2 separate regions of the Pan troglodytes genome follow, and region 1 is linked to region 2. The links are chromatin contacts, called in public HiChIP or PLAC-seq maps. All regions are on one chromosome and are shown on one strand. The core of a region is the stretch at or near the end of the contact, and the rest is flanking DNA. Distances in the headings are between cores, read along the strand shown.

What was found. HiChIP or PLAC-seq counts read pairs in DNA pulled down with a chosen protein or histone mark.
Region 1: a contact with region 2 is called in an H3K4me3 HiChIP or PLAC-seq map of stem cell-derived excitatory neurons, with 3 times the contacts expected there. The contact joins the promoter of NOSIP here to the promoter of RPS11 in region 2. A contact is called at or near these places in 1 of 7 Hi-C or Micro-C datasets (induced pluripotent stem cells), 1 of 1 datasets of contacts at active chromatin or transcription factors (stem cell-derived excitatory neurons) and 1 of 1 other capture datasets (stem cell-derived neural stem cells).

What each region holds. Positions count from the first base shown.
Region 1 is chr20:52,529,450-52,534,258 of NHGRI_mPanTro3-v2.0_pri, forward strand. It overlaps NOSIP (nitric oxide synthase interacting protein), which reads right to left and starts at 3,334. Exons shown (of 9, transcript XM_016936553.3): 1 at 3,235-3,334. PRRG2 (proline rich and Gla domain 2) reads left to right here and starts at 3,352. Exons shown (of 8, transcript XM_003953565.6): 1 at 3,352-3,425; 2 at 4,136-4,201.
Region 2 is chr20:52,447,823-52,452,954 of NHGRI_mPanTro3-v2.0_pri, forward strand. It overlaps RPS11 (ribosomal protein S11), which reads left to right and starts at 1,418. Exons shown (of 5, transcript XM_001173045.7): 1 at 1,418-1,632; 2 at 2,354-2,485; 3 at 2,681-2,756; 4 at 3,078-3,207; 5 at 4,671-4,848. The coding sequence starts at 1,618. The coding sequence ends at 4,794. It overlaps LOC112206491 (small nucleolar RNA SNORD35), which reads left to right and starts at 2,881; the gene lies at 2,881-2,967.

The DNA of each region.
Region 1 (4,809 bases), core at 2,084-4,583, 84 kb after region 2:
GCAGGCCGGGCGCGGTGGCTCATGCCTGTAATCCCAGCACTTTGGGAGGCCAAAGCGGGCGGATCATGAGGTCAAGAAATTGAGACCATCCTGGCCAACATGGCGAAACCCCATCTCTACTAAAAATACAAAAATTAGCTAGGCGTGGTAGCGCATGCCTGTAGCCCCAGCTAGTCGGGAGGCTGAGGCAGGAGAGTCGCTCAAACCTGGGAGCCGAGATCACGCCACTGCACTCCAGCCTGGGTGACAGAGCAAGACTCTGTCTCAAAAAAACAAAAAAAAAGAAAAGAAGTATATCTTGGGTAAAGGAATATTATCCAGCCATAAAAAGAATAAAGTAGCTGGCTGGGCGCCGATGGCTCACACCTGTAATCCCAGTACTTTGGGAGGCCAAGGCAGGAGGATCACTTGAGCCCAGGAGGTTGAGGCTGCAGTGAGCCATGATCGAACCACTGCACTCCAGCCTGGGTAACAGAGCAAGGCCGTGTCTCGGGAAAAAAAAAAAAAAAAGAAGTATTGATACATGCCACAACATAGGTGAACCTTGAAAACATGCTAAATGAAAGAAGGAAGGCAGTCACAATAATATTTTATGGTTTCATTTGTGCAAAATACCCAGATTAGGCAAATCCATAGATATAGCAGAGTAGTGGCTGCCAAAGACTGGGGTGGGGAGGATTGGGAGGAAATAGGGAATGACTGCTAATGAGTACCAGGGTTTCTTTTTGGGTGATGAAAATATTCTTAAAATGATAGTGTTGATGGTTGCACAACTCTGTCAACGTACTAAACACCACTGAATTGTATATTTTCAATGGGTGAACTATATGTTAGGTAAATTATATCCCACTAATGCTTTTTTTTTTTTTGAGAGGGAGTTATGCTCTTTTGCCCAGGCTGGAGTGAAGTGGCATGATCTCAGCTCACTGCAACCTCTGTCCCTAGGGTTCAAGCAATTCTCCTGCCTCAGCCTCCTGAGTAGCTGGGATTATAGGTGCCAGCCACCATGACCAGCCAATTTTTGTATTTTTAGTAGAGATGAGGTTTTACGATGTTGGCCAGGCTGGTTTCAAACTCCTGACCTCAGATGATCCACCTGCCTTCACCTCCCAAAGTGCTAGGATTACAGGCATGAGCCACTGTGCCTGCCCAATGGGGATTTTTAAAACAGGTAGCAGGATTTGAGTTTGGTCTGTAGAACATAATTAGCTGATCCCTGACATGAGGAAACAAGTAAAATGAGGCCGGGCTCAATGGCTCACACCTGTAATCTTAGCACAGCACTTTGGGAGGCCAAGGCAGGAGGATCGCTTAAGCCCGGAAGTTTGAGACCAGCCTGGGCAACATAGCGACACCTTGTCTCTATCTATTTTTTCTTTTTTTTTTTTTTGAGACAGAGTCTCACTCTGTCGCCCAGGCTAGAGTGCAGTGGCGTGATCTCGGCTCACTGCAAGCTCTGCCTCCCGGGTTCACGCAATTCTCCTGCCTCAGCCTCCTGAGTAGCTGGGACTACAGGTGCCTGCCATCATGCCCGGCTAAGGGGTTTCACCGTGTTAGCCAGGATGGTCTTGATCTCCTGATCTCATGATCCGCCCGCCTTGGCCTCCCAAAGTGCTGGGATTACAGGTGTGAGCCACTGTGTCTGGCCTATTTTTAAATACTTAAAAAAAAAGAAAGAAAACAGAAGCAGGTAAAATGAGACCACAAAAAAGCAAACGGGACAAATTCAGATGGTGGGATGATCAACTGAACTAGAATTAGTTTCTTCAATGAATCGATTACACCAAGAAACAACCAAAGTGGAGTGGAAGGGGGAACAGTTCTAAATTAAGAGAGATGTAAAAGACGATAGCAATTACTTAACTATATCCTGATTCCAACAAACCCACAGTTACACTGGACTTGACTCTGCACCATGTAATGGATAGTAGTCTAGCATTACGGTTGTTCTTTTAAAGTGTGATGATGGTATTGTGGTCATATCAGCAATGTTTCTGGTTTTTACACACGCACCCTGTTAGATAAAATTTATAGAAGGTCATTGGTTTGGATTGAGCTCCTGCACTAGGTTCAACAGACCAAACCAAAATGGAGACACTCATGCTAAAGTTCCATGCTTCCAAGCCAAAACTAAGTTGATATCTGATCTTCTGAGATATCAGGAGAGAGATAATAGCCAAATCCCCAAACAACCCAGTTTTAGCCCACCTGATAAAGGAAGTCCCCTCTACTTTAACCTTTAACTTAGAAATTTAATCAAGTTAATCAATTTAATCAACTAGCTTTTTGTTTTCCGTTTCTGATTTTCTCAGCCCTTTGTCTCTGAAAACAACCTCTGCTCAGCTCATTGGAACACTCACGCTATTTTCCATAATTAGATGTTGATTGTAGATTCACGAATAAATGCCAATTAAGATCTTCTCACTAAATGTGTTGCAATTTTGTCTTTTGACAATCCTTAAGTGTCATGATGCCTACGATTTGTTTTAATCTCTTTAAGTTTAAAAAAATACAGCAAGTATGGCAAAAATAATCATTGGTGATTTGGGTGACAGGAATTCCTGTATTCTTCTCTCACTTTTATATAAGTTTGAACATTTTCATAAGAAAACATTAACATCAAACTGCCTCAAGGACCGTTCAAGCCCCAAGTTCACAGAATTAGCAGCACAATCAGAATGGGAATCCATGACTGCCTGACCCCGAAGCTCCACACAAGAAAACGTGAATCCCTGCACCAACCCCGAGAGGGAAGGGGCTGTCAAAAAGGTGAAGAGAAGGTGGCGATGGATGACTGCACAATCTAGTATCGCCCGCCGTCCCACCATAGTCTGAGAAACTGAGGCCAGGAAAGGAGTTCTCTTTCCTCAACTCCCACTCCTCAGACCCCCAGCAATCCCAGTCCACTCCTTCCCTTGGGACCACCAGCAAATAGCCATCATCTACAGCAGAACTGTAACTCTCAGGAGAACTGGCCGATGCTAGCTACCACTTGACTGAGTTTATAGTGAGAGAGAGAGACAAAGAGAGAGAGAACTGCCCGATGGACGGTTGGCCACCTCCAGCAGAGTGTAGTTCAGCTTCAAACTTGGGGCGCCCGGACAGCTGTATTAATAATGATTGACAGGGAATCGGGAATCCAAAATCTTGCCCCAGTCTCCCTCAAGACCCCAGGCCTCTAGCCCGCAGGAAAGCGATCCCAGCAACACTCTTCCTGCACCGCCTCGAACTCACCTCACTAACGACTCCCAGTCCCTCGGTCGCTTCTTCAACTGTGCCCCGATACCGGAAAGGAGCACTATTTTCCCCCTCCGCTCCGCCCACTTCCGCCCAGCAGAAGGCACCGGAAGTAGAGCTGCCCCTAGTTGCGGAAGTGCCTCGCCTGGCTTGCTCAAGTCCTCTCTTCTCTTTCTCTCTCCGGAAACGTGAGTAGCTAATCGAAAGTTCCGGATACTGAAACTGGTGGGAATATGGGGAACGCTTACTATGTACTAGGCATTTCCCAGGGAGATCGTTTTTTCCTGCATGGTTCCCAGGTTTTGAGTCTCTCCAAGCCCAAATTTAAGGACTAGTCACTTCCCCTAGAGATCGGGAAGCCCACTTTCCCAAATATATCATCCACTTTTCTTGCTGCATCTTTAAACAATTGAGAAGAGACAACTACGCTCCCATTTTACAGACAGAGCCATTGGGAAATTGAAAATCAAAGCCGTTCAAGTCGCTCTCAGGAAACAGGGATTTACTGCGGCACTGCCCAGCTGTCCCAGGGACTAAGGCATATCGTTCCCGCTAGTTTCTAGATACCTAGAGACCTAGGCATTAATTTTTCTAGCTCGGACAGACGAACTCCCAGGGGAGAGCCAGAGCGGGTAGGGGTCGGGAGGGAGGAGGAGGGTCGAATCTAATCCCCCAAGTACCCCATGGTATTCGACACCTTGGCTTCCTCATGGAGCTCTGGCCTTTAAGTCCTTTATCCCAAGGTCCCTTTAAATACTTTGTCCCTTACCTGAGTCCCGCCCAGGGCAGGTAATGGCAAGTTCCGCCCACCTGCCAGAAACCGGGATCAGGCCTGGTTACCGGGAGTGGGGCGCCCCTCCTCCTTATCCCCTCCCCTCTTCCCTGTCCCCCTTCACAGCTGGCTGTAGCTGGCCAAGGAGTTCTCGATTAAAGAGGAAGGGGCAGTGCTCACATTTCTGGGCAGGTAAGTGAATGTCCCTGGAGGAAGAGCCTGGCTTGGGGACCCAGGCATCCTGGCTCCCCGCCCCTCCGAGACCCAGAAGTTTGGGGCTCCTAGGCCCAGGAGTCCAGGGCCCCTGCCCACTTAGGTCCCTAGACTCAATAACATAACTAATCCCCTGCCTCTGCCTCTCTCGTAATCTTTGTTGTCTGTGGGTGGATGTGACAATGAGCACAGAAAGAGGCACAAGTGGAAATTACCAGGAAGGGAAGACTCCAGATCACCAGTGGACATGTTTATAAGCATCTGTGTCAGGTGCTGTAGACACAGTGGGGAAAGAAAGATAAGCTGCCTGCTCCTTGCTTTCTTCTCTGGCGGACACTGCCTTCACTGAAATCCTGGCTCTCACACTTGCACACTGTGTGACCTTCGGCAAGCTATATTACCTCTCTGTGCCTCAGTTTCCTGTTCTCTATACTGGGGATAATAATAGGACTCCTGGTCGGGCGCAGTGGCTCACACCTGTAATCCCAGCACTTTGGGAGGCCGAGGCAGGTGGATCACTTGAGGTCAGGAGTTTGAGACCAGCCTGGCCAACATGGTGAACCCCCATCTCTACTAAAAATACAAAA
Region 2 (5,132 bases), core at 168-2,667:
CTTGTGCTGTTCAACACAGTAGCCTTTAGCCACATGTGGCTATTTAGATATAACACAAAGTTAAACATTTATGTCCTCAGTCATAAAAGCCACATTTCGAGTGCCAGTGACTACCGTGTCCACCAGCGCAGATATAGAAAATTTCCATCACATAAAGTTCTACTAGACGATCCTGTTATCTACAGAAAAACGGCAGAAGGATCGCTCCACGCCAACCCCTGGCACCAATTAAATCATCGTCTGCGGATGAAATGAGGAGAGAGTAGCTTTCTTTTTCTTTTTTTCTTTTTTTTTTTTTTTTTTTTGAGACGGTCTCGCTCCGTCGCCCAGGCTGGAGTGCAGTGGCGCAATGATAGCTCACTGCAGCCACGACCTCCCCAGCTCAAGCGATCCTCCTCCCTCGACCTCCCAAAGTGTTAGGATTACAGGCGAGGCGCACTGCACTCGGCGAGAGTAACTTTCTTTCTTTCTTTCTTTTTTTTTTTTTTTTTTTGAGACGGTTTTGCTGTTGTTGCCCAGCCTGGAGTGCAATGGCGCGATCTCGGCTCACTGCAACCTCCGCCTCCCAGGTTCAAGAGATTCTCCTGCCTCAGCCTCCTGAGTAGCTGGGATTACAGGCATGCGCCACCATGCCCGACTAATTTTGTATTTTTAGTAGAGACGGGGTTTCTCCATGTTGGTCAGGCTGGTCTCGAACTCCTGTCCTCAGGTGATCCGCCCACCTCGGCCTCCCAAAGTGCTGGGATTACAGGCGTGAGCCACCGAGCCCGTTTTTTGTTTGTTTGTTTGTTTTGTTTGATACGGAGTCTTGCTCTGTCGCCCAGGCTGTCTGTCGGCCAGGCTGGAGTGCCATGGCGCGATCTCAGCTCACTGCAACCTTCGCCTCCCAGGTTCAAGCGATTCTCCTGCCTCAGCCTTCCAAGTAGCTGGGATTACAGGGGCCCGCCACCACGCCCGGCTAATTTTTCTATTTTTAGTAGAGACGGGGTTTCACCATGTTGGCCAGGCTGGTGCTGAACCCCTGACCTCAGGTGATCCGCCTGCCTTAGCCTCCCAAAGTGTTGGGATTACAGGCGTGAGCCACCGCGCTAGGCCGAGAGTAACTTTCACTGCACCTCTGAAGTTCGTGGGCAGCTCCTACCCCTAACAAAGATGGCGACGCCGCCACACATGCTCCTAGCACTCCCCGGCCGCCCGCCCTTCAAAAAGATGGCAGCCGCCTCATCCGGTTTGAAGGCTGAACGAACAAAGCCACGCGGTATCCAAATCCCACGGGAGCCTACGCCACGCCGAAACAGGATGGACTCCGTACGACTCTCGCGATAATACGGGCGGGCTGAAGGCTGGTCACATCTTCCCTGCCTAAATAATCGCGCCCGGCGTTGTGGGGCCTAAGACTCTCGCGAGACACCGTCTACCACTTCCCGCCCGTCAGTCCTTCACGGTGCCCGAATCGCCCGCTGGTTTAAGTGCAGCCTGTCAATCAGAGCCGCTCTCGAGGCCCCGCCCAAGGCCGTGCTGCGTTTCTCCTTACGTCACTTCCTCTCCAGCCCCTGCGTAATCGATAAGGAAACCCGGACGCTGCTGCAGCTTTCTTTTTTTCAGGCGGCCGGGAAGATGGCGGACATTCAGGTGCGGGCTCGGGGTTGGATGCCAGGCTACGGGGTCCGCCTTGGCCTTCAGGGGCGCGTCCGGGAGGGCAGAGCCCGGCGGCCAAGTTCGGGGGTTAATTCCGGGCGTCCGTGATTATTTTCTAGAGATTAACTGGAGTGGAGGGCGCTTGCTTTTGTTTCTAGATGAGTGCTTCCTAATTCCTGGGGGCTCCTGGCGTTAATGGAGGCTCCAGCGTTTTAGGACTTACCTTCTTAAAAACCAAGTTTAAGAAGGTTTTTTTGGAGTTCTCCGGTCTTCAGGGGTAATTCTGTGGAAACGGACTCCTAAGGGCTAATCCAGGGAGCCTGCCGTCTGTTATTTAATTCTGAATCCTTATGTACTACATAAGGAGTGAATGCTGGGTGGGCGATCTTGGGTCTTGGAGAATGATCCTCGCTGAAAGGTGTCCAGGGTGTGAGAGGGTTGATCCTGGTTTAGAGGATGAATTTTGCAAGCCCTGAGAGGCCTTCTGGAGTATATCAATTGAAATAACCTCGGGCTTAGATCTGAGTATGAATTACAGGTAAGGTCAGGGTGGTCATGTCTTAGAGGGTGATTCTGGGGCACCAGGCCTTGGACGCCGGCGCTTTGCAAGTAAATGTAGAGCATGGGGTCTGGGAGGTTCTGGGAAGGTCTCTAGGGCTGGTTGGCTGCCGGCTTCAAACTTAGCAGCTCATCAGTTTTCTCCTCATATCTGTAGACTGAGCGTGCCTACCAAAAGCAGCCGACCATCTTTCAAAACAAGAAGAGGGTCCTGCTGGGAGAAACTGGCAAGGAGAAGCTCCCGCGGTACTACAAGAACATCGGTCTGGGCTTCAAGACACCCAAGGAGGTGCGGGGGAACCTCAGAAGAAAGAAGGGGACCGTGGCGTTCCTGCACGTGTGCCCACGACGAGTTGCCCTGCCTGCATCTAAGTGGCTTCTGGGGCTGCTGGGAATTGTAGTTGCTTCCCTGAGGCCACGCCCCTGGCTCTTTTAAGGAACCGCCCGCCCAAGGCTCACTCCTTTATCTTTCCTATCCTTTCAGGCTATTGAGGGCACCTACATTGACAAGAAATGCCCCTTCACTGGTAATGTGTCCATTCGAGGGCGGATCCTCTCTGGTAAGTGCGGGAGTTACTGGTGTCTGGGGCCTGAAATACTGAAAGAAGGGTCTTGGGGCCCAGACTCCTGGGTCCTGGGTGAGAGGGGTGGTTAGGAATGCAAACTTGTAGGTCTAGGTAAATTGGCAGATGATGTCTGTTTTCACGATGGTCTTCAGATGCCCACGTGGGCACTGCTGAGAAAGCCACTTGGTAAAACTGATGCCGGAAATGGGGCTTTTTGGGATCCCAGCTCAGCTGCTTCTGAGTCCCAGCATGCCCTGGGTTACCTGTGGCCCTCTTTCCCATGGGACCTGACCTGTGATCGGCCCCCGCTCCTAGGCGTGGTGACCAAGATGAAGATGCAGAGGACCATTGTCATCCGCCGAGACTATCTGCACTACATCCGCAAGTACAACCGCTTCGAGAAGCGCCACAAGAACATGTCTGTACACCTGTCCCCCTGCTTCAGGTGAGCGCAGTGGCCCATCAGGTTGCTCAGGCCACGCTCTCTCAGCCTTCAGATTCCAGGTCGGACCAATTTAAGGCCAACTGAGGGAGGGAAAGACTGAGGTGGCATCTCTGGGAAGCCCCAGAATCTCAGGATTTGTATATCATATGTTCTTCAGAATCAAAGCGTTCTACAGGGTGAATATCTCTACCTGAAATGCTTGGAACCAGATTTTGGAATGTTCTCGCATACATAGATGTTTTGGGGATGTGGCATAGGTCTAAACAAGAAGCTCATTTGTTTCATATACACCTTATTCACATAGCCTGAAAGTAGTCTTACGCAGTGCGTTTTATAATTCTGTGTGTGAAACAAAGTTTGCGTACATTGAACCATTGGAAAGCAAAGGTGTCACGCTGGTATTGAAAAAGTTTCAGATTCTAGCCAGGCACCGTGGCTCAAGCCAGTAATCCCAGCACTGTAGGCGGCTGAGGCAGGAGGATCCCTTGAGCCCAGGAGTTTGAGACCAGCCTGGGCAACATGGCAAAACCCTCTCTCTACAAAAAATACAAGTTTGCCAGGTGTGGTAGCATGTGCCTGTAGTCTCAGGTCCTCAGGCGGCTGGGGTGGGAGGATTGCTTGAGCCCAGAAAGTGGAGGCTGCAGTGAGCCGAGATGGCAGCACTGCTCTCCGGCCTGGGCAACAGAGTAAGACCCTGTCTCTCCCACACACACACAAATTCAGATTTTGCAGCATTTCAGAATTTTTGGATTAGGGTGCTGAACCTGTAATAGGCAGGTGCGTTGGAACCAAAAGGTTAGGATGTTATACCAGATGGGAACCTCAGAAATGTTGGAATTAAACGTTTGTTCATTCCCTCAGCATGTTTCAGTTAGAGCTTATCACGTGCCAGGTTTGGTGTGAGATGTTTGGGGTTCAGTGGTGAGCCAGGAACAAAGTCCTGCTCCCTCAGAGGGCACCTTCAAGCAGTGTGAGTGCCAGATGACAGCCAAATATAACCAGAATGGGGATGTGGGCAGCTGATATTGGTGGCCCTCTGGGCGGGGAGGATCTTGGGAGCAAGGTGAGGAGTTCTGTGGGTGGGGAGGAGGGTGGCCCAAACTGATGCTGAGCGATAAGGGACCTGTGGTTGTCAGTGCTGCAGGATCCCCCTGCTGCTCTGCTGGGGAAGGGTGGTGAGGCTGCTGACAACTTGGGGGCCTCCAGTTTGCTTGTGAAATGGAGCTCGTCCACCCCAGCGGTCCTCGGAGGGGTGGTGGCCTGCTCTGTGTACAGCGTTGAGCTTGGTGCTTGGCACAAAATTTGTACGAAAGGAGGGGACAGGTTGAATTGGCGAGTAGAGCTTGGTTGGGGTTTGGTGGAGCCGAAGCAGAGAGCTTTCAGCCTGGTGAAGGGGAGGGAGGGCCTCCTGGGGTCTGCTGGGGTGGCCCCTCCTGAGGACATGGCCCTACCTGCCTCCACAGGGACGTCCAGATCGGTGACATCGTCACAGTGGGTGAGTGCCGGCCTCTGAGCAAGACAGTGCGCTTCAACGTGCTCAAGGTCACCAAGGCTGCCGGCACCAAGAAGCAGTTCCAGAAGTTCTGAGGCTGGACATCGGCCCGCTCCCCACAATGAAATAAAGTTATTTTCTCATTCCCAGGCCAGACTTGGGATCTTCCGCGCCTTTACCAGAGCATTGGTGGGGGTGGGGGTGTGCCTCGGGGAATTGGGCAGAGCTGCTGTCAGAGAGGCCGCCTGCCCGTGTCTGTGGGTGAGGACAGTGGAGCCTGAACTGAGATGCCTGCCTTCCCCTGGGTCTCCTTCTTTGGTCTTTGTCACCTTTTCGGTGTCTGAATAAGGCTGATTACCTGGCGTTGCGCTGTCCCCCCGCCCCCTCCGGTCTCTGGGGAGGAAGTGAGTGAGGGCGGAGGCCCCTGGGTCCT